Regions from separate parts of the Rattus norvegicus genome. Here region 1 is linked to region 2. A link is a contact called in public Hi-C data. All regions are on one chromosome and are shown on one strand. The core of a region is the stretch at or near the end of the contact, and the rest is flanking DNA. Distances in the headings are between cores, read along the strand shown.

What was found. Hi-C and Micro-C count contacts between places; a contact is called where the count stands out from the background.
Region 1: a contact with region 2 is called in a Hi-C map of Schwann cells, with 3 times the contacts expected there. The contact joins two enhancer-like sites. A contact is called at or near these places in 6 of 12 Hi-C or Micro-C datasets (Schwann cells, frontal cortex, hepatocytes and 3 more) and 1 of 1 datasets of contacts at active chromatin or transcription factors (oligodendrocytes).

The regions. Positions count from the first base shown.
Region 1 is chr20:50,440,701-50,447,402 of GRCr8, forward strand. It overlaps a transcript of Bves not described here. Among named protein-coding and RNA genes, the nearest start is that of Bves, 39 kb to the left of the region's middle. Within about 2 kb of position 1,586, at least 5 of the 93 cell types and tissues checked have an H3K27ac peak or open chromatin away from gene starts, as enhancers often do. A contact at or near this core is called in Schwann cells, where this site is marked.
Region 2 is chr20:50,171,140-50,177,914 of GRCr8, forward strand. All of the region lies in intron 6 of Prep (prolyl endopeptidase), which reads left to right. Among named protein-coding and RNA genes, the nearest start is that of Prep, 36 kb to the left of the region's middle. Within about 2 kb of position 4,027, at least 9 of the 93 cell types and tissues checked have an H3K27ac peak or open chromatin away from gene starts, as enhancers often do. A contact at or near this core is called in Schwann cells, where this site is marked.

The DNA of each region.
Region 1 (6,702 bases), core at 336-2,835, 270 kb after region 2:
ACTCGACAGCTCTTAATCTTGAAACAATGAAGGAAAGGGGGGCGGGTAACATAGCCTTGCCTTTAAGGTTGTCGCTGTCAACCAGGGGGACACTTTGTCCATTAACCCACATAAGATGTGATAGGGTGGGTCTCGATTTCCACGAAACTACTTAGCTCGCCCACACATAAGGCTAATTTACAGTCGCTCTGCAAACGACACCCCCTGAGAAGGCAGGAATATCGGATTCTGCTGTCACCAGTCTTCATGTGTGGCGCTTCAGGGGACTCTTCTACCCCAGATAGTAGAAAAGGTTACCTCTGCTGATCTGCCTGACTATGTACCTGAGGTATTTGTAGTGCCGGGGGAATGGAGCTGTTTTAAAGGCACGCAGTTAAAAGCGGGTAATTTAGAGTCATTTGCTCTCCTCTTGGAAACGTCGTGTGTATCAGTGTCACCGATATCGGAGATCAGAATCTTGTGGCGGGGGATCTTCAGAGAGCCACTTAGTCTGAGTACGAAACTTGAAACTGTTTTTAAAAGACATACCTCCAAGGAAGACGGCAACTGGAGAACAGGAGCCCAAGCCATTGAATAACCCTGCCACACAGGCTTGACTGCAAAGGAGCAGAAAAGAGGACAGGGAAAGAGCTCCGAGGGTTAGGTCTACGGACAGCTTTAGATTCATTTACACAGACAAGCAAGTGTATTTTTGTTCAAAGCATAAATTAATAGATTAAAGGATGTTTGTGCCAGGCTCCTGTGAGATGCTTCCTCTGATTTTAGCATTCGGTTAGCCCCGAGATAATGTTCAGAAAATGCTCTGCAGAAATTATGCTATGTCCCCGACCTTTGTTTAATGAAACATCAAGTCAGTTACAGGCCTCTAGAGGATAATATTTATACCAAAATGAGACTGTCACTTAGAATAAAACCCTCAGAACATTTATATTTATAAAGCAGATAGCACAGATAATTATACAGATCCATAGTTATATTTAGCGTACGTTAGTCATAATGGGTTCTGTGTTACCTATTCGTGCTTTCTGAACTCTCTGCCCAGTCGCCCCGCTATACTTTAACAGGCAGGCACCGATGCTTGATGTGGGTCAGAGGCAGGATCTGGCTCAGAGCCTGTGCGTCTGAAGATTTTTGTGGGGGTTATTGTTGTTCTTTTGGTTTGTTTTTTGAGTTTGTATGTTGGCTTGTTTTAGTCAAAGCCACTAGTTTCCACTGCCTGATCCCACTGAAGCCCTAAACACAGGAGCACACGGAGGCTGGAAAATCTATAGGAAAAGCTGAGGGGACCTGCGTATTTCCTTGTCCCCAGCACACTCAAGTTGGGGCATTTCCTCCAGGAAATGTCCCAGCTAGAAAAAGGTGGCTCTTGGCTACTCAGTCCTGCCTTTAGGGCTTAGTGCACTTCTCCTACAGACCCCCAGGGCACCAGCTACCCTTAGGGCTCACTTTTTATTGAAATCCATTTGCTTTGACCCTGCTATGCCTGTTTCCTTTCTCCTTCCCTTCCTTGCTTCCCAACTCCCTTTGCTATCGCCAACTAGAGTGACTGGAATTCCCACCCACTCAGCTCAGTCTCCAGCGGTGACAGCTCTGTGGAAGCTGGAACACATTTGTGCTTCTGTTCTGCTACCCACAAGACAACACCCTCGCTGGCCGCAGCCATATTTTGTTTATCACAGCCTCTGGGAACATGCCGGGAATGATGAGACAGTGTACGTATTATCATTTAAAGAAACTTATTGTAAGTGCCATTTATAGGTTTCCTGTTAAACTTGCAGGCTAGTTTTAAGATGTCAAATTTCACAAGTGCTTTATGCGGACACGTTAGAGGAAGCTTTTCAGATGACGTTTACATGGGTAATGTTCACTTTATATCGAAGGCGTATGTCTTTTGTTCAAATTCACCCCATACATTGTCATTTGGTTAAATAAATTTTTACTTAGGAAAAAAAAGTGTGTATTTTCTGTTTCAAGTTTCTTGAACTTAGGGCTTGATTCCCAAAAGCAGGTTTGGGCCAGTTAACCGCAGAAGTTAAGGGATCAGCCCTGAGAGATGGTGCTATTCTGTTTTGTTTAAATGACCTAGGGTCCGTTGTCTTGATGGCCTTTGGCCAGCATAAGAGGCTGCAAGTCAGTGTCAACTGCTGACCGGTCACAACTTCACAATCTTTGCAGTTTCCCTTCTGGGACAGAATATCGCACCCCAGTATCCCCTCTCATTCTAAAAGGTCCAACAATTCACGGGTGTCTTGAAAGAGTCAGGGTCCCCCAACACCTTCCCTGGGACTGTGAGGACATTTTTGCTCTTAGAAACCCAGTTTCAGTGTGTCTCTGAGGTTTTTAAACGTGTCTGCACGTATGTATGTGTATGTCTGGTGCCCACAGAGGACAGAAGGGCATGTTGAACCCCCTGGAACTGACTTACAGTTTTGAGCCCCATGGATACGGGAATCAAACCTAGATCCTCTCCAAGAGCAGCTAGTGCTCTTAACCACTGAACCGTCTCTCCAGCCCCAAGCTTATTTCTAACGAAATGATACGTGCCTTAATTCTCGACTTCCAGCATTTCCTGTATCAGAACAACTCTGGGCTCACAGTGCACACAGAACAGCTGTGCTGCTCTCCGTGTGAGGAACAGAGCAATTACTGAGGGAAAGCGCACTGCTGGCATTCCCATGTTGTAGACCCCAATACTTCAGGTCTATGGGAATTTGCAGCCTTTCTCCCAGTCCAAGTTCAAGTGTTTTCAAAGGATTGACCATTGTATATAGGAAATGTCAACCACACAGCTTCCTCCTGGATGACTGTAACAACACTGTTCCTATGACACCTCCTGCAGAGACTAAACCTGCTTCCTCCCTGTACAGTAAACCCATCCCATCTGCTCAGATGTGGGCTTCCAGCTTGCTGCTGCCTCTGTGTCTCCATCAGAACATCCAGCCTACCTAACCCCAGCTCCCCTTTACACCTGTCTCTGTGTCTGTCCTTCCTCACCATCCCAGTCAGGCCAGTTGCTGAACCTTGCAGGTCCTAGCATCAAAGTGATTGGAGGATTTGCATGCTGAGATAAAAACTGCTCTGATAGGGCCTGTTTACCTGAAGGAGATGGGGGGTAAAAAGCAAATAGTTTCTTTTTAATTATTTATTTGTGTGTGCTTGTATGTGTTTGCCCACATGGATGTCCATGTACCATGTGCATTCCTGGTACCTGAAGAGGTCAGGAAAGGACGTCGGATTCCCTGGGACTGGAATTACAGTTGTGAGCTGTCATGTAGGTGTTGGGAATTGAACCTGGGACCTCTGGAAAAGAGGTCAGTGCTTTTAACCTTGAGCTATCTTTTCTAGTCACCAAAAGCTGATCTTATTAACAGAGCCACCAAGTCTTTTCCTATATCCAGTTACTTCTACCCTGCACCTCCACCAGGGCACATTAGCCACCTGCTGTGATGCCTGCATGGAGAGTGGGGTCCTCAGGAATCTACAGTAGGTCCAGCTGCCAGCTGCCATGTTGTATCCCCTGTGACGTTCAATGTCCTCTTGCTTGCCACCGTTTGCTGACAAGGATTCAGATACACCGTGACTGGTTATAGTTGTATGTAGTTCCATGTCTAGGAGACCAGCTGATCTTGAATCAAATATATTTGAGTCTGGTTATAATGATATGCACCTTTTAATCCTGGTAAGAGGAGGCAGAGGCAGGCGGAACTCTTTAAGTCAGTCTGGTTTACATGGTAAGTTCCTAGACCTAACAGAGCTACATAGTGAGACCCTGTCTCAATTTCCCTAAAGTGGAGGAAACTATGTCTCTATGGAGCAGCTGAAAGCTTTTCCACATTACACCAGACCCTAAGACACAGCGTTAACAGCCTTTTATACAGCATTTGCTTTGTGTTGGCCATTGTAATAAGTGCTGATTCAAGTCTGTGGGTTCCTTTGTTTTCTTGTGTTTAACATCTGCTGGGGGTACTAAAACCAAGCCTTGCCAGATGACAACTAGGAAATTTCATAGGTAGGCTTATTAATAATATGAAATAGTTAGGTGTTCAAATTGTAGTCGAGGTGATCTATTTAAAGAATCACTTTGGAGAGTGTGGGTAGTGCCCCCTCTGCTGGTACTGTTGCGGTACAGCATGGCCTCCAGCCAGAACGAGCAACTGCAGACAGTGCTCATTCCTTCCTCCCTTTCTCCCTTGTCTCTCCCTTCCTCACCACTCCCCATCCCCCTGCCCCCGACTCTGAGACCAGATTTGCTAGTCATCCCAGGTGGGCTTCCAACTCATGATCCTCCTGCCTCAGCTTCCTGAGTTCTTGGATTGAAGGCACACGACACCACACATAGCCTTTTCTACAGTTCCTTAAACGTCAATACTTTTTAATTAAAAGAAATGATTTTAAGATGTATTTTTATTTGTGCAATGTGTTACACGTACACATGGTGTGATGTTTAAATTAATCATGACTCCTCAAGCGCTCATCACTTAACTGAAACCATCAGAAAAGAGTTAGTATCTTTAATTTTAATAACTCTTTATTTTGTGTGCTAGGAGTGCAGCTGCCCAAATGTGGAGGTCAGAGGACAAACTGTGTCAGCTCTTTTTCCACCACGGGAAGTGGGAGGGCATGGAACTCTGGTCATCGAGTTTGGCATCCGGCATCTTCATCCACTGGGCCATCTCACTGGCCTGAAACATACAGCATAAAATCGTTGCTTCTAGTCACTCTTCTGTTACCAGTAGTGGGTAAAGGTGCCTGCGGCCAACCCTGGTGCCCCGAGTTTGACTCTCAGGCCCTACATGTTAGGGGAGAAAAAACTGCAAGTTATCCTGTGACTTCCACAAGTGTGCCATGGCATTCTCTCTCCCTACATAAATGCAGATTTCTTTTTAGAAAAGATTCTCTATGAAAATCTTTGGGAGCTGCCCTCCCTTAGAAGCCTCCTTCTGACATTTTTCCTTAAGTGTGCTCATCTGGCAGCCCTGACCTTTTTCCACTGTTCAGAATACAACTCCCCCCCCCACCCCCCCGCCTTGGTCCTCCCTGGGGCAGCACCCTCAGGGAGTGAATGAAGGGGTGGGTGCTGGGTCAGTAGACTTCCTCAGGCCCATGGTCACATCAGCTGCCCTCCATACAGCCACGCAGAGTGCAGTCAGTCTTCTCTGCCGCCACCCATGGGGGCACTGCTCACCTGGCTTTGGTGCACTCACGAAGTGATAGTTCTGAACATTTGTTTAAATTTTACTTTACTGTACGTGCGCCTGGTTCCTGTTGAGGTCAGAGAGGGCCTCGGATCCCCTGGAGCTGGAGATGGCTCAGAGGGTAAGAGCACTGGCTGCTCCTGCAGAGGACCTGGGTTTGGTTCCCAGCACCCACGTGGTGGCTCACAAACCACTCATAACTCCAGGTCCAGGGAATCCAGGGCCCTCTCTGGTCCTCTGAGGGTACCTGGCACAAACAATACCTACTGCAAAGGAAATACTCGTACACATAATGAAAAGCATATAATGAAACACCAGGTGGTTAAGAGCCTCCATACGAGCGAATGCTGGGAATCCAATCCACGTCCTGTGTTCTCCACAGTTGAGCCACCCACCCACCTCTCTAGTACCCTGAACTGTGTTTATCTACACAACAAAACACTGTATGACAAGAACAGCTCTGAACCATACCTAACAGCAAGTGAATGTCAAGAGCTCCAGAGTCAATCTAATGTGGGTCCCATGTGTGTATACACGCACATCTCCAGAGTCAATCTAATGTGGGTCCCATGTATACACGCACATCTATCTGACGATGAGAAAATCAACAAAACCCATTATTTCTAGATCGTAAGACTACACTTTCAAGTTTTATATATCTTAAAGTATTGCCAGTTATCTGTAAGAAGTTATATTTTCTTACATATTTTCTTTAGTATTTATCTTTATTTACATATGAGTGTCTTGCCTCAGTGTGTGTATGTTATACCTGGCACCCACGAGGACCGAGGCAGACATCGGATCCCCTGGAACTGAAGTTCTAGATGTTTGTAAGCCACCACATGGGTGATGCGCCCTCAACCCAGTTCCTCTACAGGAGTGACCTCTTTATCGCTCCATCCCCCATATTCTTTTGTTTTGAAAAACCATTTTTCATATTTCCTGAAGGACAACAGTACACTTCACAACACAGACTTTATTATCTTTCATAACAAGAAGCTCTTCATAGCCTAAGCAAAGTGAATCTACCCATTGCTCTTATGACCACCCGTGTGGCTTCAAACTGTAAAAGCAGTCACTTAAAATGGTTACGGTTCTATTTGAAAAAGCAAAACAAAGACCCCATGGGCTGGGGAGAAGGTTCGCACCATGTCAGAAGGCTCACACCCCGGGGATCTGATGCTGCCTCTGGCCTCCAAGGACCCCGGCACTCAGCACACATATCCACAATTTAAAAAATGTCTTCAACTCTCAAGAATTATAAATGATGTGCAGGTCGCAGGACACCAAATAATAAAGCGAACCATCCTGGACTAGAGCAGAAAGCGTTTAACTGGATGGGGCAGGTGTCACGTTTAATAGCTCATCGATCTATTTTGACAGTGCATCACTACTGTGCAGTCTGACCAAGTTATGCTAATATTTTAAGTCTCTGGCGATGCTGTCTCCTAATTTGTTCTTTCCAAAGCCTCGTGATTACTAGGGGAAACCTGTTAAGAAGGTTCCA
Region 2 (6,775 bases), core at 2,777-5,276:
AGTGGGTATAACACCCCAGTCACCATATTGATTACCACAGCATGCCCTGGAAGACAGACGGCCTCAGAAACCAACCTCAGAAACCTCTAGCTGTGGGCAAGCAAGAGTGCTTGTGCTGCCCCTTTCAAAGCAGCTCGGTAGGAATTCCACTTGATAGGAGTGGAGGTTAGGTGTCCCCTTGCTGAACGGCTTGGGACTGACTTCCTTCCTTCAGATCTTGCACTGTTTGTGTATACTTAGTAAAGCCCTGTGCTGCTTCATGAACACCTAGTCTAGTTCGTTTTCCTGCCCCTGTACTAAACACCAAGACTCAGAACAACCTGGGGAAGGAACGTATTTCATCTCCGTGGTTAGAGTCAGTTATCAAGGGAAGTTAGGGCAGAAACCTTGGGGAATTGGCACTCAGGCTCACATCCAACAACCTTTCTCCTACAGCTCAGGCCCACCTGCCTTGGGATGGTACCACCCATGGTAGAAGGGGCTCTCAGACATTCATTAGCAATGGACTTGGGGCTCCCTTTCCCAGGTATGTCAGGTTGACTGTCATGATGAGCCTTCCCAAGACCCCACTTGATGATCTTCATGGTCTATAACACATGCATCGCTGAACGTCATTTTTTAAAGGGCCTGTATCTCGACAGCTGCAAACTGTCACTTGAGCTGCCGTGGTGTCATATGTCAGCACCCCAGCGTACGTTTGCCTCAGTGCATGTGTGGAGTCACAGAAGAGAGATAGTTCACGCCTTCTGTTATGGTCCTCGGGACCAGGTTTAGATTATCGGGCTTTGCTCAGCTAGCATCTCCCCCTACTGAGCCATGTTGCCGGTCAGATTTGGGGTTATTGAAGGAAGGGAAACAAATGAAACTCTTGAGTATCCGGGCTTGTGTACCAGGAGAGGAAGAATGGACAGATTAGAGACGTCAGTGCCCATCCCTTGCCAAGAGCTGCATTATTTTGAATAGGGTTATTATTTTCTTGGTTTGTCTGGTTTGGTTTTTGCTCAGGATGTTCTGCCGTATGCAGTTCTAACTTACCAGGCAGCATGTATCAGATGGCGTTTGGATAGATTCTGCCATCCATGAATCCTACCTGAAAACTCATCACGGGCAAGGAGTTTGGCATTTGGAAACTTTTCCTTAATTGAGTGTTGGGAACAGACTCAGTATCAACGTGATGCTGTTAGGATTCAAAGCCGTTATGAAAGGAGTACAATCAATCTGGTAAAGATCTCCTCAGAGGAACATGGTGAACTCTCCAAGCTGTTAAAACCCATTTCCCTGCCTCGGTCAGCCTCCGGTCTCAGGTGCCTCTGCTTCCTCTGCACCCTTACACACACACACAGTTCTCAGCTCCAGCACCCGACACAGAAACAGGTGACCGTTTTAGTCCTAGAGGGTGGCATCTGTCAGTCCTGAGACATCATCTGAGAATGATGGCATTGCGTATAGCCTGGGTACACACTAGGCAGTTCCCTGATGACGGGACTCCATACCTACTCTACCGTAAGCAGTTGTAAGCCTGGGAAGCCTTAAGCAACTGGTTTTAAAAGTCTGGCTCCTCCTTCCCAAAGCATTCTGGGATCTACGTTTTTTCAGAGCATTCTCCATTAGTTCTCTGACCATCATACATCATGCTCAGTCAACAAAATATCAGTTATTCCTGTTTGTGTCTGTCTGTCTGTCTGTCTCAGACATCTTAGTGTTAACCCTCCAAGCCCTGCCCTGATTGGTTTTCCATGGAATCTAGAATCGAGTTCAGCGGCAGCCCCTGGATAGCCCCTCAGTAATCTTGGTTGGATAAACTCGTCCTCAGCTATGGTCCACTGAGTAGCTGTGTTTGAGGCATGTCTTTGGATGAAGAAATAGAAGCTGGGTGATCTCAGTGAAATCAGCCACCTTTGGTGGCACCCGTGTGCCCTCGTCTACTCTGGGCAAACGGATATGCTTTCTTTTCGAAAAGGTTTTGCCTGCAAACCTCGCCGTGGTAGCTCACGGCAGGAGTGAGACTGCACACAACTCTGTCTCCATTTTTGGTAGTATTTCCACGTGTCGGCAACCAAAGCCAGCCCCGGGTGGCAGCGTTCTTGGTTCCTCCCCATTGGAATACCGGCGTACTAAACCTCATGGTAGTAAGAACGGCGACTTTCAGTTTTGATTCCTGCCAATGCCGTGAGGAAGGAGAGTAGATCTAGTCTCGGGACATAGCTGCCTCGTTTATGGTGATGCTGACCTTTAATCAAGGAAAAAAGTGACTGTGACTTTAAGGAAGTTCACAAGACTTAAAATCTTTGTGTATCTTTAAAAGAAAGGACGTGGAAACTAGGAACTAGGAATTGCATATTTCATAACTGGTCGGGCTAGCATTACTGCCTCTCTTTTGCACACAGTGATTTTAGTCAGGTTGCTTCTGGGAAGCGAGGTTATTACAGCTTCTATCCTACGGCTGAAACAGCAGTACTCAGTAGAGGAAGACTTAGGCTGCCATCAAAGACTCTCTTGTTTGTTTGCTCCTTGATTTTTTCCCCCCTTTTCTCTGGTTTTTTTAAGAAAAGAGTTGGAAAGACCTTATTAGCACAATGTGTGTCTTCCCACTGATCTCTAAAAAAATCATCTTTAAAAATCACCTTAATGCAGTCTAAGAAGCTAGGCAACTGTTAATTTTTAGTTGAGAAAGGTATTTTTTCTAATCTGTACATTGAGAGGAAAGTAATGTATACGTAGTTTTGGGATTGGTAGCTTGAACATGGAAAATACCAAGGAGTTTCCAGTTAAGCAAATTATGTGACTCCGTGATGATCACCAGGAGGAGGTCCCCTGTCTTAACTGGCATTGTGACAGTGACGTGCCCTGGGACTTGTGCCTTAGACTAACTATGAACTGCTGGGCCTGTTAGTCTAGTGGTGCTGGGGGGAGCTCTTGGGACGTGCTAGCAGCAGCTGCTCGCCAAGGTCTGGCGCTCTTGCACAAACATTGCCGTTCTGTCTTTCCGTTGACTGAGGTGCTGCAGCTGAAGCACATGTCATTTGTGATTGATGTGGCATGGCTTTAAACAGCTGCACGGTTTCTGTCTGTTTTCAAAGGACAGGAGAACAGAAGCCTGAACTAATTAATGTTAAAGAGGCTGCTTTGCATAATATTTAATAAAATTGTAATTGCGATTACGGATGCTTTTCGTATAGGACGGTCGAAAAAGGTAGGGTTGAAATGATGAGCATTAGTTCCTTAGCTTTCTTTATTAAAAGCAGAGAGAAGTAAAACGTGAGTCTGGTCAGTCTGAAGTGAAAAAGAAAGGTTCGTAATGAAAATGACTTCGAGGTGTTAGAGTTGTACATACTGTAATTCTAGCGCTCAGTAAGTGGAACCAGAAGGACCAGGAAGGAATTGAAAGCCATCTGTAGTTGCATAGTGAGTTCAAGGCCAGTCTGACCTACATGAAATTCTGTCTTTAAAAAAGGAAAGTGAATATATACACACATACACACATACAGGCACACAGACACACACACAGGTCTGGGACTGTAGCTGATTGGTAGAACACATGCTTGACCTGGAAGCCTCACGTTCGCCCTCCAGAACAAGAGAAGAAAAGGGGGAAAAGCAAGAATAGAACAGTGGAAAGACTTGATAACACTGGTTTTTAAAAAGCTTTAGAATCTCAGATTGGATATTGAAAACCAAACCAGGTCTCATTTCCTTTCGACAGGCTCGCCATGCAGTAGGGTCTTCTTCGCTGACCACACCGGTCAGTACGGTTCCTGCCTCAGCTCCTGTCCTGCACAGCCAGAGAACTAAACACAAGAGCTGAAGCAGCTGTTGCAAGAACTTCATTAACAGATAATTAATTGGGGGTGACGCATGAGAGAGGTTATTTCTACAGACGCATTCTGCCTTGAGGGACCCCATCACAAGGATGACCAACTCGGAGCATTTTATTCTCACCAAACTAAGGATCCAGAGGGGCTGAAACTACTAGAATTTGTGTGGCCATGGGGACTTCCCAGGATGAGTCATAGGGATTTACTTTAGGATGGCTCAGTGACTTCAGCTGTCTGTCAGGACGCATGTGCATTGAATGGGACTCTCTAATTCAGGCTCAGCACAACACCCTGGAGCTATAAACTACTAAAGGCTTGACAAGGCTTGGTGTTACTACAAAAGTCACAACGTTGTTATCACAAAAGTAGCAAAGCCTTACCAGCACCTAGGGAGACAGTGGTCCCTGGGGAGCTAGGGCTTCTGCAGTCAGGCTGCAGGCCACAGCCAGCAAGGCTGGCGGGCAAGTGGGAAAGGAGCCAGCTGCTTTGCCAGCAAATTAATTGATTCAAAACATTTTACAGGCAGATTAGAAAGAAAGAGTCCTGACGACATTCCAAGTCGCAGAATCCAATTCAGAAGTCACCACATGGCCAGTGAAGCAGAATAATGTGACCCTAAAGCCAGAAAAATCCTTAATCCTAGGGAGAGATTCAGGAACGGCAAGTGAGTCAGCAGAGATTTTAAAAAGTTACAGAAGTAATCTACAAAGGCGTTTGGACAATGTTAGGCAGGACCAAGAAAAGCTCATTGTCTGAAATGCCAAGATAGAGGTGAGGGTGTTCTTAAAATGTAAATGAGGGGGAAATGCAAAAAAAAGTTACTTTGGATTAATTATACAAACCCACAGATCCAAGGCGCGCAGCAAATCCCAAGCACACTGTTAAAGCTACCTCTGTAGTAATCTACTTGCAAACGAGTGAAAGGAACAAGGAAATACCAAAGGCCTCCAGATTAAAAGTGCTCCCGAGTGTATGAACGCACTCACAGTACGCACATACAGTATACACACACAGCACACACACACACACAGCGCACACGCATGCTACATATGGATAAAGTCAAACTAAGTGACAGTTCTGTGGCATTGCCAATGAGCCGTGCCAAGAGACCTCCCCATGGGCCCTACCCCGGTGCTCTTTTTAAAACTACAGACTTTTACCACATGTCCTGTCCCCTTTGCTAAGATTTCTTCCTGTTCTTTGTGGCATTTGTTGGTGTGTAATATGTGGCATAGTTCCATACTCAGGTGTGTCTCCTTTGTCAAGTGTGACATTTTCTGTGACTTTACTGACGCATCATTAGCATACAGAAACAAAACATACATGAGTTTGTACCTAGATACTTACAACATGTCTGTGGAGTGACCAAATAAAAGAACAACAGTTAGGTATAGCAGACTTTGTAGACAGAACAATAGTTGTGTACGCCTGTCTGTCTGTCTGCGTGCATTCATGACTGTTTCTGTGTGCGTGTGAGTGTGTGTGTGTGTGTGTGTGTGCGCATGCCTGTCTGCCTTCGTGCATTCATAAATGTTTCTGTGTGTGTGTGTGTGTGTGTGTGTGTGTGTGTGTGTGTGTGTGTTTGTGTGTGTGTCTGGCTGTGCCTGTGCCTGTCTGTCTGTCTGCCTGCGTACATTCATGAATGTTTCTGTGTGTGTGTGTGTGTGTGTGTGTGTGTGTGTGTCTGTGTGTCTGTGTGTCTGTGTGTCTGTGTGTGTCTGGCTGTGCCTGTGCCTGTCTGTCTGTCTGCCTGCGTACATTCATGAATGTTTCTTTGTGTGTGTGTGTGTCTGTGTGTGTCTGGCTGTGCCTGTGCCTGTCTGTCTGTCTGCCTGCATGCATTCATGAATGTTTCTTTGTGTGTGTGTGTGTCTGTGTGTGTGTGTGTGCGCGCGCTCATAAAGACGAAGGATTTAAAGAATTCACCCTGTGACTAGAGGCTTGCCAGCTCTTTAACCGGAAGAGTGAGCTAACAGATTGGAAACTCTGCAAAGAGTTGTACTTGGGCTCTGTTCTCTTAAGACCCATAGCTGGTTAGACGAGGTGCACCCACATTGTGGAGGGAAATGTGGTTTACTCTGTGTCCACTCATTTAAGAACCATTACTACAGAAGCCTCTTGATTAATGCTTAACCAAATATCCAGACTCTGTGGCTCAGCCAAGTTGCCGTAAAGTTACCAATCATGAGACTGTAGAATCTCATACGCTGCAGCCGGGCGATGACATAGGTTGGCACTCCTTACTTTAGATTCCTATTATTACTTTTTTTTTTTTTACACTACCTGTGGGTACGCTTTTTCATACTTGAAACTCTCAGAAGTGGAGGCTTTTTCCCTCTGAGATCCTGTGGGAGAACTGACTAAGGAAATGGATGAAGACCTACTCTGGGGAAAGGTGAGACTGTGGCCCTGGACTTCCTACCTGCATCCGCTCTGCTAACCCTTGCTTATTTAGAAGGGTAGCCCTATAAACACAACCCTCGGCAGACCTAGAGGTGAAGCGTGTTAGTGTTCAAAATATCAAACTACACTTTCTCAGATAATAGGTGAGGAATTTAAATACAAATTACCACTTCCTATTTCCCGATAATACTTAAATTCCTGCGTGTTGGGCAGTGGACTGTGTCAGGAAACTTGGCAAGGTTGAGTGGGTTTAGAAACCCTGGCGCCCACCTGAGGATGGTAGGAGTTTCCCTACTCCCAACCAGATCCTGGGTTGGGACGGGTGACCACAACTCCCCACGTAAGAACATGACCAGTGGTCACGTAGCACAGAACACAGAACTCCGTGTTAATTAATGAAGTATCTAGATGGGCTCTGAGGGTTCACCCAGTGAGCTTCCCTTCCTGGACAGTCCTTTCTACAAAAGGTATCTGGTCTCTGGCCCTCCCTGAGGAAAGCGTATGCACCATTTTCCAGGATGGACAGTGAATAAACAGTATAGGTAAGCATCAAGAAC